Linked DNA regions of Mus musculus: region 2 is linked to region 1. A link is a contact called in public promoter capture Hi-C data. All regions are on one chromosome and are shown on one strand. Each heading gives the region's core, a stretch centred on a gene start, on an enhancer-like site or on the middle of the called end of the contact. The rest is flanking DNA. Distances are from core to core; before and after follow the strand shown. Region 1 holds the start of Slc1a4 (solute carrier family 1 (glutamate/neutral amino acid transporter), member 4). Region 2 holds the start of Ugp2 (UDP-glucose pyrophosphorylase 2).

Region 1 (6,565 bases), core at 514-3,013:
TGTACTGTGAGGATCTTCTAGTCCCCTAGGCAACAAGGGCCAGTATTTAGCATTACAATACATAGCAACAAACCAAATCTCTACATAGAGGCAGGGGAGATTCTGAGTTCAAGGCCTGCTTGGGCCACAAAGGAAGAATTTGTCAAGCACTAGCATGCAGTCAACAGCATGGCTAGTGGAAGTAGAGGAGAGAAAGGACATTTCAACATGAGTCATGGGGCTTAACAACAGATCAGACTAGAGAAAACTTAAACATGAAGGTTCACAGAGGCAGATCATAATGATAGCAGTAACAGGCTGGAGGAGACAATCACAAATCTGATTCGGAATATGCTGAGCTGAGATGCTGCAGAATGTCTGGGTGGAGCTGTAAAGCAGGCAATTGGAAACCCACTTCTGGAACATGACTTCAGTCTTTTGCATAAAAGCAGCAGCTTAGGAAAAAGGAGGCAGAGCTACCTGGAAATGAGGAACATGGGTCTGTAGGAATCATCCATCCTTGCACAGAGAGGTAAACCATGTTCTGGGAAACAAGATAAAAATATGTATAGGTCCTCATCTAATGAACACACCTCCCTCCCACCAATAAGCTCCTATTTCAACAAGCTGTACATGACAGCTAAATGGCTTCATGTAAGGAACTCTTTGCTGTCTCAACAATTGGACGTTTTACACCTCGACAGGACATATTGATTTGCACAGGTTTCTGTTATGGTATACTTCAAAATTACTTTACTTCACATTGTCTTCCTCTTTAACTCAGCTACACCTAACTAGGGCTTTCTTGGAGGTCTGGGGAGGTAGTTCTTTTCAAAAGCAGAATAGGGAAAAATAAATAAATAAATAAATAAATAACACAATAAACGACTGCCAAGGTTTCCCTTTTTATCTGCTGTGGCCCGGGAAGATAGTAAATAAATGGCATTTTTAAAAAATCCATTGAACCATCTTTCAGACTGGCCAAACACTTGACTGAACTGTTGGCGTGCCAAGTCTGGAGACCCGGAAGGGGGTGGTTAAAATCCCGCTTGTGTTTCAGCTTAAGTTACATGGCAGACACGCCACCGAAAGTGGTGGCGTTAGAGCTCTGTTTCTCTGGGAGAGTTTTACGTCTTCAGCCTGCACACACCAGGCTTCTCCCCAGAGTCCAATGGACTCGCCCCAGAGGGCGCTAGTGCACGCAGTGGCTCACCCTTGGCACTGTGCATAGTGCCACCCGGACTCGCTGGTCACCTAAGGGTAAAGCTCTGCTAGAGTCTTGTACGTGCACGCAATGAGACTTTCCCCCATCCACCCACTCCTTTGTCTCTGTACCAGGAAAGCCTACAGAGCCCTTAGAAGAAAGGATTTCCCGCAGGATGGAGGTTGGGTCGTTCCGGACTCCCTAGCGGAGGGCGGGCACCAACCTCCGAGGGCTCCCCTCCTCCACCAGCTGAGGAGAAGAACTGCCGAGGCGTTCCAGACGCTCCCCTCCCTCTCTCCCCGAGGCCTGGACAGTAGGACTGAAAGCTGCCAGGAGACAGGATTGGCCGATGGCCTCACGCCCCGTCGGGAGAGCCCAGCCTGCCTGTCTCTCACTCTCTTTGCTGTGCCTCCCGGAGGGTGGGAGAAGGGCGGGACCTGGGAAACGTCAGGGAGGTGGGGAACGGATATTCAGGGTTCTAATTGGTCGTAACATCGGAGGTGCGCCTACATGGGCGGGGCGAGCTCAAGCCCCGCCCTCCTTCCTAGGCTGCAGCCTCCAGCGTGCCTCCTGCGTTGCATCATCTCCAGCCTGCAGCGGCTCTGAAAGAAGGCTGGGCGCGGCGCGGTCTGCTCTGCCTGGGCTCCAACCCACAACCCACGTCTCTCTTTTATCTTTCTGAAAAGTGTTCCTGTAGGGACTCACAGAGCTCGGAAGCCGCAGCTGGCACAGGCCACTGTCTCCGCCTGATCCATTCATTCGAAACCGGTCTTTTCTCCAAGTTCCTTGAGTGTTACCGCTTAGAGCGGTGGGCAACGACATGGAGAAGAGCGGCGAGACCAACGGCTACCTCGACGGCACCCAGGCAGAGCCTGCGGCCGGGCCCCGAACGCCCGAGACGGCGATGGGCAAATCGCAGCGCTGTGCTAGCTTTTTTCGGCGCCACGCGCTGGTGCTGCTCACCGTGTCGGGAGTGTTGGTGGGTGCCGGCATGGGCGCGGCGCTGAGGGGGCTGCAGCTCACCCGCACCCAGATCACTTACCTGGCCTTCCCGGGCGAGATGCTGCTCCGCATGCTGCGCATGATCATCCTGCCGCTGGTGGTTTGCAGCCTGGTGTCGGGAGCCGCCTCCCTGGATGCCAGCTCCCTCGGGCGTCTGGGTGGCATCGCTGTTGCTTACTTCGGCCTCACCACGCTGAGCGCCTCGGCTCTCGCCGTTGCTCTGGCGTTCATCATCAAGCCAGGGGCGGGCGCGCAGACCCTCCAGTCCAGCAGCCTGGGGCTGGAGAACTCAGGGCCTCCTCCGGTCTCCAAAGAGACAGTGGACTCTTTCCTCGATTTACTCAGGTACTGCTCTCCACCCCGCCAAAGGCACGGCGGGAGACGCCACGTGCACTCATATCACCTAGAGTTAATTCAGTTACTGTTGGCCCTTAACACTAAATTTCATATTTACGTCTGGGCTACGTGCTGGCCACACCTTTAAAGACTGGAGGCCACAGCTTTTTGCTGGAACCGATTTTCCGTTAGGTGGGATGTTAAGTGTATACCTTCTCAGTTGTGCTTTACTCCTTACACTGGGCTCTCTCAGTTTTGTTTGTTTGTTTTGTTTCGTTTTTTTAATTGTTCCTGTTTTCTCCCCTACATCACCCCAAAGCTTCCAGGACATTGAGTGACTTTCACCAGAGGAGCTATCCAGCTTGTAGTCTGAGGTTTTCTCTGATTCAGCCTTTGGTCTGGAAGGAAGTTGGCAATTTTCAGCAGAATTATGGATGTGTCCAAGAATAATAAAACTGGAGTTAGTTATGTGGAGCCCGTTGCCCAGCTACGTGACTGCCTCTCAGGCTTAGGACAGGTTGTGGACGTTCTTGGTCAGGATCATGGGGCCTAGCGTTATTTCTTTGTAGAAAGCGGGGAGATCCAGAGAGTTGAGATACACACACCTTTCTTTGCTTGTTTTTTTTTTTTTTTTTTTTTTTTTTTTCTCCACTCAGGAGTTGTATTTCATCCCCTGGGATGATAGAGTGTAGTTTTCAAAGCTTCACCTCTCCATTTGAACTAATCCAAAGTTCACAGATGGGAAAACATTAGTCTGCAGGCGTTTACTAATGTAACCAGGTTCGTCTGAACGAGGAGTCCAGCTGGCTTGCCTTCCAGCTTTCTGAGCCTTAGTGGTATATTTTGTCTTGAGTCATTGGGCAAAGCTCCTCATTGCTGAGGTGGTGAAAACCAGAGAACTCTGGGCAAGTGACTTGTCTTTCTCCTGTCTCCATTTCTTCATGTGGAAAATGTGACAGCTGTCTTGCCACTTCAAGAGTTTGTTCATCTAAAACAAAACAAAAAACCGAGACATGGTATTGGACGGGGGGTGGGGGTGGGGGGGTGGGGGGGTGGGGGAATCTGCTGAAAAAGACCAAAAGTTCCTGCAAACAGAGCAAGTGGAGGTAGCCTACGGGAACTTCGATGGAACTGTAGGCTTTGGCGCCTGCCAGGTGGCCTGGTAGTCCAAGAGTCTTAAGGTTTGAGACATAACTGTAGATGTGTTCAGAGATAGAGAACTCTACTGAAGCCCAGAGTAGCTTTGGTTTGTTCTGTCCTCAGGGAGAGAAATATGGGGTTTCAGGGTTCTTTTTGTAGAGCCATCTGTGGCCCAAATGGGAGTATGATGTTCATCTGTGCCTCTCTATGGTAACACAGGAGCCTTAATGGTGTTCTTCCATCATTGAAAAAGGAACTGACCAGTAATTGGGGGTAGGAGGAGTGAGAACCACTTTATGGCCATCACCCCAAGAAAGGACTTACAACTTACTGTTTTATGGCCGTGGTTTTAGACCCAAGCCCTTCTAGCTCCTGCTTTTAAAGTGAATGGTGACCCAGTGTCATGTCTCAAGAATCAGTATAGGTGTCATTTCTCAGAGACTAGGGCAACCCTTGTTGCATCTCCCCAGAAGAGCTTTCCCTGGCCTGTTAGGATGGGGTAGTATTTTCTAATGCTTCTACTAGCTAGCTGCACTTGACCTAGAAGTTCGTGATAAGGGCAGGGCAAGTCGTGCAATCCTGCTTCCAACCCAGGAAATGTAGGCAAAGATTAGGGCTGAGCGTGTTTGGGACACTTACTTAGGAGGCAGGGTTTGAGTCCAGCCTGAGCTACTAGTGAAATCTTAACCAAGGGCGGGGTTTACGCTTTAATGGTAGAGTGATTTTATGGCCCTAAGTTTGACTCTCATGGGGCAGGGTGGACTAGGAGATCCATAGGTCTTCTGCTCCATGGTTTACGGTTTGCTCATTCTCCAAGACAAAATGTATAGTAATGGCAGTATATCCTGGTCTAATGTCACTGTCTCAGAAATGTTTGCCGAGAGCCAAAAGGAGAACCAAGAAGAGGAACTACCATAAGCCAGGTCGGTGCCCTTTCACTCGAGCTGGGCATTTGGATGAAGCACTTAAGTGAAGGAAAGTATGCCTGTACTGCTCAGAGTAGCTTATGACAGGAAACACGCCCAAGCCTCCTGGAAATGCTACCTGGATCAAGGGGATCTCTGGGTCAATTGTCTTTCTTTTGTTTTTTGTTTTTCTTAAATGAGATTCTGTCAGGTAGTGGTGGTGCATGCCTTTAATCCCAGCACTTGAGAGGCAGAGGCAGGCGGATTTCTGAGTTCAAGGCCAGCCTGATCTACAGAGTGAATTTCAGGACAGCGAGGGCTACACAGAGAAACCCTGTCTCAAACCCCTTTCCTCACCACCATCCCCCTCCCCCCCCCCCAAAAAAAATGAGATTTCACATTCTGGCCCTGGCTGCCCTGGATCTAGCTCAGGCTGGCCTTAAGCTTAAAAACATACATATACACAATATCATGATGAACACCAGCTGTGCAAGCCTACCATCCCCCAGGCCTTCCTCAGCTCCCATCCTTATAGGGGGTACCGAGATCTGAAAGGAGAACCCTTTGTTAACTAGCTCTGAGACAATAAACACCGGGGCTGATAAATACTTAGCAGGTATACATACTATGCCTTATCCTGTTCTGGAGTCTTTGAAGTTCCTGCAGACTTAGTAAAGAATTTTTGAACTTAAATAAAAGGAAACACTTCTGAAGCAACAGCAACAAAACAGAGCAAAAGTTCACTATTTTATATTCTTATATAGGATGGGGAAACACACACCACCTTGACAATAGATCAGAAGGACAAACCACACCAAATGTATACAGAAGAAACATTTTTGAAGTTTTCCACACTGAGCTGTTGTGTGTGTGCAGCACAGCTGAGCTCTCCATTTGCCAGTCCAGATAAGCGTCACACCTGTTTGCCTGTGTAAGTCGTGTATCCAAGTGATGTGTTGCCACACTGAGCAGGCGTGTCCATTCACTCCACATTTGGCCCGAGGGACTAGATCTCTGGGTTGAACAGCACACTCCGTATTTTTGTGATTTCACTTTAGCCCATAGTAAGAGACACTTTTTATATTATGACATCTCATATACACACACACACACACCTCAGGCCCGCATTCTCAAACCACAGCAAGTTACAATGGGGTTTTAAGTGTGGTAGATGATTGCTTCTAACATGCTGATAAAGCCAGTGAGTTGGTTTTGTGGCCAGCTCACGTGCGGAACACTTTAGCCTAGTGCATGTCTGGTGTTCTGTATGTAATTCAGGTAACACTGGGATGCGTGTAGATCTGGATGCCATGAAGAGTCACATCCCAGGGTCAGAAACACAACCCAGCCGGGCATGATGGGGCAGCCTGTGGAAGGCAGAGGCAGGAGGACTGGCTGTGAGAAAGTGTATCTCAGAAAAGCAAGAAACACCTTATGCAGAAGGGCGATTTGGTATTTCAGGTCTCAGAAGAGCGTGTGTGTGCTGCACAGTAGGGCTATGCACTGGTCGTGTGTAGTTATTTAAATGAAGTTAAGGTCGGTTAGAGGAGGGCTCTCCAGGACGCACAACCCCAGCACTGCAGAAAGGAGACAAAGAAGCACTCGCCTGTGATCCTTGCACTTGAGAAGAGCAAAGGTTCTAGGCCATCCTTAGCTACATAGCCACAGGCTAGCCTAGGATACATGAGACCCTGTCTCAAAATAGAATAATAATACATTTACTTTAAAAGTATGTAAAACTCCCCCTCTAGCCCCTCTCTTTGTCCTCTCTTCTCTTTCCTTTCTTTGTCTTCTCCTCTTCTCCTCTCTCTCTCTCTCTCCCTCTCTCTCTCTTTCCTACCTTCTCTCTTTCCCTCTGCATTTCTATAATAAAGCTCTTAAACCATAAAAAAAAAGTGTGTAAAACTTTAATTTCCTTGGTTGTATTGTTAGCTGATTATCAATGTCTAATCTGGGTGTTTCCAGGCTATTGGCCTCTTATTTGAGGATTTAAAATAAG
Region 2 (5,963 bases), core at 3,332-5,831, 1.0 Mb before region 1:
TAAAGGATGGTGTTATGTTATAAAATTTATATAACTACTAAATACAGTTTAAAAAGCAACTGTGAGAAATGAAAGTCCACGCCACAATTTATTTTTTTTTTCCATTTTTTATTAGGTATTTAGCTCATTTACATTTCCAATGCTATACCAAAAGTCCCCCTTACCCACCCACCCCCACTCCCCTACCCACCCACTCCCCCCCTTTGGCCCTGGCGTTCCCCTGTACCGGGGCACACAAAGTCTGCGTGTCCAATGGGCCTCTCTTTCCAGTGATGGCCGACTAGGCCATCTTTTGATACATATGCAGCTAGAGTCAAGAGCTCAGGGGTACTGGTTAGTTCATAATGTTGTTCCACCTATAGGGTTGAAGATCCCTTTAGCTCCTTGGGTACTTTCTCTAGCTCCTCCATTGGGAGCCCTGTGATCCATCCATTAGCTGACTGTGAGCATCCACTTCTGTGTTTGGATGGACCATGTAGAGACTGCCATATCCAGGGATCCACCCCATAATCAGCTTCCAAATGCTGACACCATTGCATACACTAGCAAGATTTTACTGAAAGGACCCAGATGTAGCTGTCTCTTGTGAGACTATGCCGGGGCCTAGCAAACATGCCACAATTTAAATTCTCAACTTGTTTCAGCAAACTTCTTGTTTGGCAACAGGAAAGAATGAAGTCTTTCTCTTCCTCAACTATTTGGAAACCACATTCATTTTTAGACTGCTCACTCATTAGTAGCTCATCTCATAGATACAATTTGATATATTTTTCCAGTTAACCCAGTCTAATTATATTTTGATTCAAAAATACCTCCTTGTTAAGTCTAGTCAGTAACTAGCAACTGCTAACAGTAATCCCCTGTCCTCTTTCCTGTGGGTGCCGAAGACTCAGATGAATAGACTGGAGCCAGTATTGAGTGTAGGCAGGAGTCCAGCGGTTAATTGTTGCCTAGACTCTTGGCTCAAGTCTTCAGGCATGACATAGAATTTTTCTTTATAACATGTTTTCTTTATAACAAACTGTGCTGCATTAGTTTTTTTTTTTTTAATAAAGAGCACAAGGAAGGAATGACAAAAATAAATAAAAATAGACCACGCACTCTGCTTATCTTATACTTATTTAATACTTTAACAATTTCTAAATTACCCTGAGGGCTGAGGATATTGCTCCATTATGGAGCGCTTGCCTATCGTGTGCCAGGCAATGGGTTTAATCCCCATTACCAAGAAAAAAAAAATCCCAAACAACTAAAAACAACAAAACCTCACCTTAATATCCCTTATTAGATAATGCTCATGGTAAGCAGCTAATACAGCTTATTAAATCATCAAGATGTTGTATTTGCTGCTCTTACATACTTCGTCCCACATTCATATTCTAGATGAAAAGCATAGAAACTAAGAGTCATTACTTCTAAATATGAATTAACGGTTCTTGTATAGTAGAGACCAGGATACAATACTGTGAATGAAAAGATGTAACAACACCAAATCTATCACTCAATACACACTTATGGAATATTTTCCATGTAGCAAATACTGACAAACACTACATCTAAAGAGGCAGCAAAGATTATGCTCAAAAACAAGGAAGCAGGCATTGGGTTTGTTGTTGTTAGAGTGTTATTGTATAGGAGCTATGGCTGAGGCTAGTGGCAGGGTTCTTAAGTAGCATGGCTGAGGCTGTGGGTTTGCTCACAAGGCATAAGACCAGTTAAAACAAAGTTTTGCTTTGTTTTGTGTGTTTTTCTGTTTTCCTATGGGGAAGTAGGAAGATGGACTGAAGTAAATTAGAGGCAGGACTTCTGTGGCCCTTGGGGGACAGCACAGCTCACCAGAAACTGGCGTCCAGGTGTCTATTCTGTTTGTTACCTCACCTGACCTCTTTATCTGTAATCTGACTTGGGGGAAAAGTGGTCAGGGTCTGCAGAGATGCCTTAGTAGTTAAGAGCACTAGCTCTTACAGAGTACCTTGGTTGGGTTCCTAGCACAGAGTGATTCATAACCTTCTTTAATTCCAGGTCTAGGGGATCCCATGACCTCTTCTGGCCTCTACAGGCACCAGACACAAACATGGCGCACTCAATACACGTAAAATAAAAATTCTTAAAAGAAAAAAATCAAACAGAAGAGACTCCCCATTCCGACCCCATCCCATGGCTATCCCCACCCCCAGGTGTGTGTGTGTGTGTGTGTGTGTGTGAGAGAGAGAGAGAGAGAGAGAGAGAGAGAGAGAGAGAGAGAGAGAGCTGAATGTAAAGAGAGAAACAAACAATTGGTTTATGGTCCTGAAGAGCCTCAGGTTTTACATCCCTATCCCGTGATTTGTCAGCTGAGCTATTTTCCTCATTCTTAAGGAGTGAGATACTCTATCTGAAGATCTGGAATTTAAATTCAAGCCCCTCTCTAAAGAAATTTCATTTGCAAGGCACTATATAAACATAGCATTTAGAAATGTGGTTTCTCTGGTGCTTCTGGCCAAGAGTCAGCCCCTCACTATAAAGTTAACCACGGAAGATGGGTAATGGTTTACTTTCTGGGGACTTGTTTTAAAGTAGTGAATGCCCAACATTCTTTGTGTCCTTTGTGTCAGTAGTTACTCAATCATAAATCAAGATGCCAATTCTTAGGAACTACCAAATGTTTTTGCTAGATTTAAAGATCGTTTCTCCCCTTGTTAATCTTCTGTGGAAGTCAAAAATAACTGGCCATTCTATTATATAATAAGCCTGGGAAAGTTAAAGATTCCTTGTTGCACGTAAGTTTTTGCAGGCTGACTTACATGAGGAGCCCCAGGTCTTTGGTTCTGTTTTAGTGCTTACACTGACTGATAAATATAGTTCATTCACTGCTGGAACAATTTCTCTACTGTTCAGAGAGGATGTAGAGTCTAAGCAAAAACTCCAGAGCAAGTGTCGTTATTAAACTGACGTCATTTGTTATTTTAGAAATTTTTTTCATTTGGAGAAAGTTATTTTCTTAGCTGAGATATTTGGATGCCTAAGGTTTTTGGATTCTACATAAGCAACATGAACACTATCTTTTCCTGTGTTGTTTAATAACATTTCCATATGAACCCAAAGGACTGAATAATGAAAGCTCTCTCTTTTCTAGAGAATAATTTAGAAATTCTCATTTACCTTGGCTGAATAATGTTGTACATTTCAAACCCTTCTGGAAGTGCTTGGTTACAGAACTGACAAACCAAGTAGGGTAACGCGAGAATGTTAAAGAAGACAGGCAGTCTTACAGGCTTAAATGGTTGGCAAGACTAGCTGTGATTGGGCACACCTCAGGGAGTCCCCAGACGGGTGCCAACGTTCTGGCTTTTAACTTCATCTTTCTTTTGGAGACTTCAAGATCTATCATCAGCATCTTAAGGATAATAAGTCATTTTCACTTTGGCTAGAAAAGTAAACGCCCAATTCCAGCACAAACGTGCCCAGGAGTGGGATTCGAGGCAAGGCGAATAGTGATGGCTCTTTCTGGAGAGCCTTTATTTGGCATTCCCTTCGACGCCCCCAGGCCCTCCTCCTGTTGGTGAGCCACACACATCCCATCCCTTTACTTGATTCTGAAAAGGTTGCCTTAACCCTCCTCAAACCCTAATTGGTGGCAGAGCCTTTGGGTCCTCTTGAGAAGAGCCTGGTGTCCCTGAGGAAGGGGAGTTCAAGGTTTCCTCAACGGGCAAATTCTGGTGGAGTGCAAACACAAGCACACGCTTCGGTTTTCTCACACGCTCGTGGCATCTGCAAACAGCAAGCAGAGACAGACGTGCTTGGCACCGTGCTGCTGCCTGTGCAGCTCCCACGCGTGGGATTCCCGCCTTCGCTTCTGCGCCCGCCTCCCTCGGGCCTCGAACGCCCCGCCCCCTGCCACCTCCGCGTGTCTCATTGGCCAGGTCCTTAGGCAAACTTCGGCTCCGGACTGGCGGCTGTGCCTGTCGCTCTGAGCAGTAGGGACATTTCCGCATTGGGAGGGGGGAAGGAGGGGGAGGGGAGGTGTGTGGCGAAAGTGGGGGCTCCGGTGTCCGGAGGCGGCGGGCTGGAGGGTCAGGGGCTGCGCACGCTGGCGCCAGGCTCCAGGTGTTTGCGTGTGACGGGAGCGGAGGGGAGGTCGCCTCGGCCACGCTCGTGCAGCGTGCGAGACCTGATTCCAGGCCCCCAACTTCTCAGCCCTCGAGGGAATAGGAAGGTGGGTGTCGCTTAAGGGGCGGGCCGGGCTCCGAGCGACCTCCTTGTGGGGTCCTGCTCCGAAAGGCGTGGCCGGGGGCCGACAGTGGGGCGTGGAAGAGTAGGGGGCGGGCGGGCGGGCGGGCGAGGGCGTGTCAGGGAGGGCCAGGCCTCCCGGGGGGTCTGGGCGGCCAGGCCCGGGGGGCAGGGAGGGGGCGAGCCGGGCCCTGGTGTGGAGCGGCTGCGTAGGGGAGGGCGGCCAGTGGAGGCCGCGGGCAGCTGTCTGCCCGAGTGCGGAATTCGCAGCATCTCCGAGTCCCGGCTATTTATGGGCTGGAGAAAAGGTTGCGTTGCCCCTTCGCCGGCCTCCCCGCCTCCCGATCTACACGGGGCGCCAGCAGCTCGCCGCTGGACGGCCGCCGGCGAGGGGCCTCGGGGTGCGGCCGGGGGCCTGCGGCAGTCCTGCCCTAGAGGGCGTGGAGACCGGAGGGCGGTGAAGCGGCTCTAGGTCCGCCTCTCCATTGATGAAATTTAAGTTCGTCTGGTTTTACCTTTTCCGGAGTCTCCAGTCGTCCCCTGTTGGTGTCGGGATCGCTGAGTAGCCTGGAGTTCCCTCCCAAGCTGAGTCGGTCCCACCAAGTTTTCCGTCTTCAGGATTTTTCTTTTTAAAGACTAGTTTTGATTTTTTTTCCCCCCGAATTCTTCTTTAAGTAGTTAAACATCGGAGGAGAAAGAACACTTCGGTTGCAGGGAAGGGAGAGAGACCTTCCTTACAACGTAGATTCTAGAAATTGAAAATTATAAGCCAGATTATTTTAATAAGATCCTAAAATGTCGAGATTTGTACAAGGTAAGACATTTTGCTTTCTGTCTCTTGGCTGCTTCGTCCGATTTTGAATATTGGTAGTCTCTAAGTAAGTGGGTAGTTTGTAACTGGAAGTGTTCATTTGTGATACCGTTTGCCAGACCTTTTTGGTTAAATTGGTATTTAAGCTGCTTTGCGCCACTTATTGGGTTGGCATTTCATATACGTGTTTGTATGCCTCTGCGCCCTGCAGGGGTTATTTCTACCTTCTAAAATCAGTTTTAATAGTATTCTGACATCGTGGATAGTAATTGTAAAAATCAAAACAGGATTTTTGACTGCTGATTAATTCTTGTTCCCTTCTTGCACTCGATGATAAGTTAGTTATCTTTGTGGGACAAGGAAACCCAGAGGGCTAGGGACAGGCAGATGCGTTTGTCAAGACTAGTAGGAAGCTCTCCACTTCTTTTCTGTGTGTACGTGGATTGAGTCTCAGAGTAATTTATTGCGAAATCAGTAGTTTGTAGACACTGGAGGTCATACCAGTCAGAGAAATGACTTTGCTGCAGTGCTCTTAGCTTTTTCTTTTTTAATATAGAAAGATTATGCTTTCTTTAAATTTGAAAATTACCATTCAAATCTGTATATGTGTAAATAATGCATTTAGCAAATACCCCTCAACCAAGCTGTAGTATTGCAATTGGGTGCTGCCTTAAACTTCTGTCACAAAACTGTATAGAGTTTGCCTATAAGAAGCCTTTCCTTCCAGACCCCAGTGTGTGAAAGCTTCAGCCATCTTGCTTAATACATGCAGTAAAGTTTGCAACCGCTTCACGTGATCCTCAGTGACTGTCCATGCACCTTTCCCCTTTCCTTTTAAAGTTATGCTAGGGATGTCCATCATTTGACCCTGGAAATGAAAATGCCATACAGGCTTATGCCCCACTTTACTAACTCTTAAGTTTTTCATATTAGATTAAAGGAA

The links. Promoter capture Hi-C pulls out the DNA fragments that hold promoters and counts their contacts.
Region 2: a promoter capture Hi-C map of pre-B cells shows a contact between it and region 1, with 3 times the contacts expected there. The contact joins the promoter of Ugp2 here to the promoter of Slc1a4 in region 1. A contact is called at or near these places in 2 of 39 promoter capture datasets (embryonic stem cells and pre-B cells), 1 of 484 Hi-C or Micro-C datasets (embryonic stem cells), 2 of 115 datasets of contacts at active chromatin or transcription factors (astrocytes and pancreatic cancer cells) and 3 of 9 other capture datasets (adipose tissue, liver and macrophages).

Annotation. Positions count from the first base shown.
Region 1 is chr11:20,327,911-20,334,475 of GRCm38.p6, reverse strand. Slc1a4 (solute carrier family 1 (glutamate/neutral amino acid transporter), member 4) reads left to right here and starts at 1,763. Exons shown (of 8, transcript NM_018861.3): 1 at 1,763-2,530. The coding sequence starts at 2,004.
Region 2 is chr11:21,369,247-21,375,209 of GRCm38.p6, reverse strand. Ugp2 (UDP-glucose pyrophosphorylase 2) reads left to right here and starts at 4,581. Exons shown (of 10, transcript NM_139297.6): 1 at 4,581-5,023. The coding sequence starts at 5,005.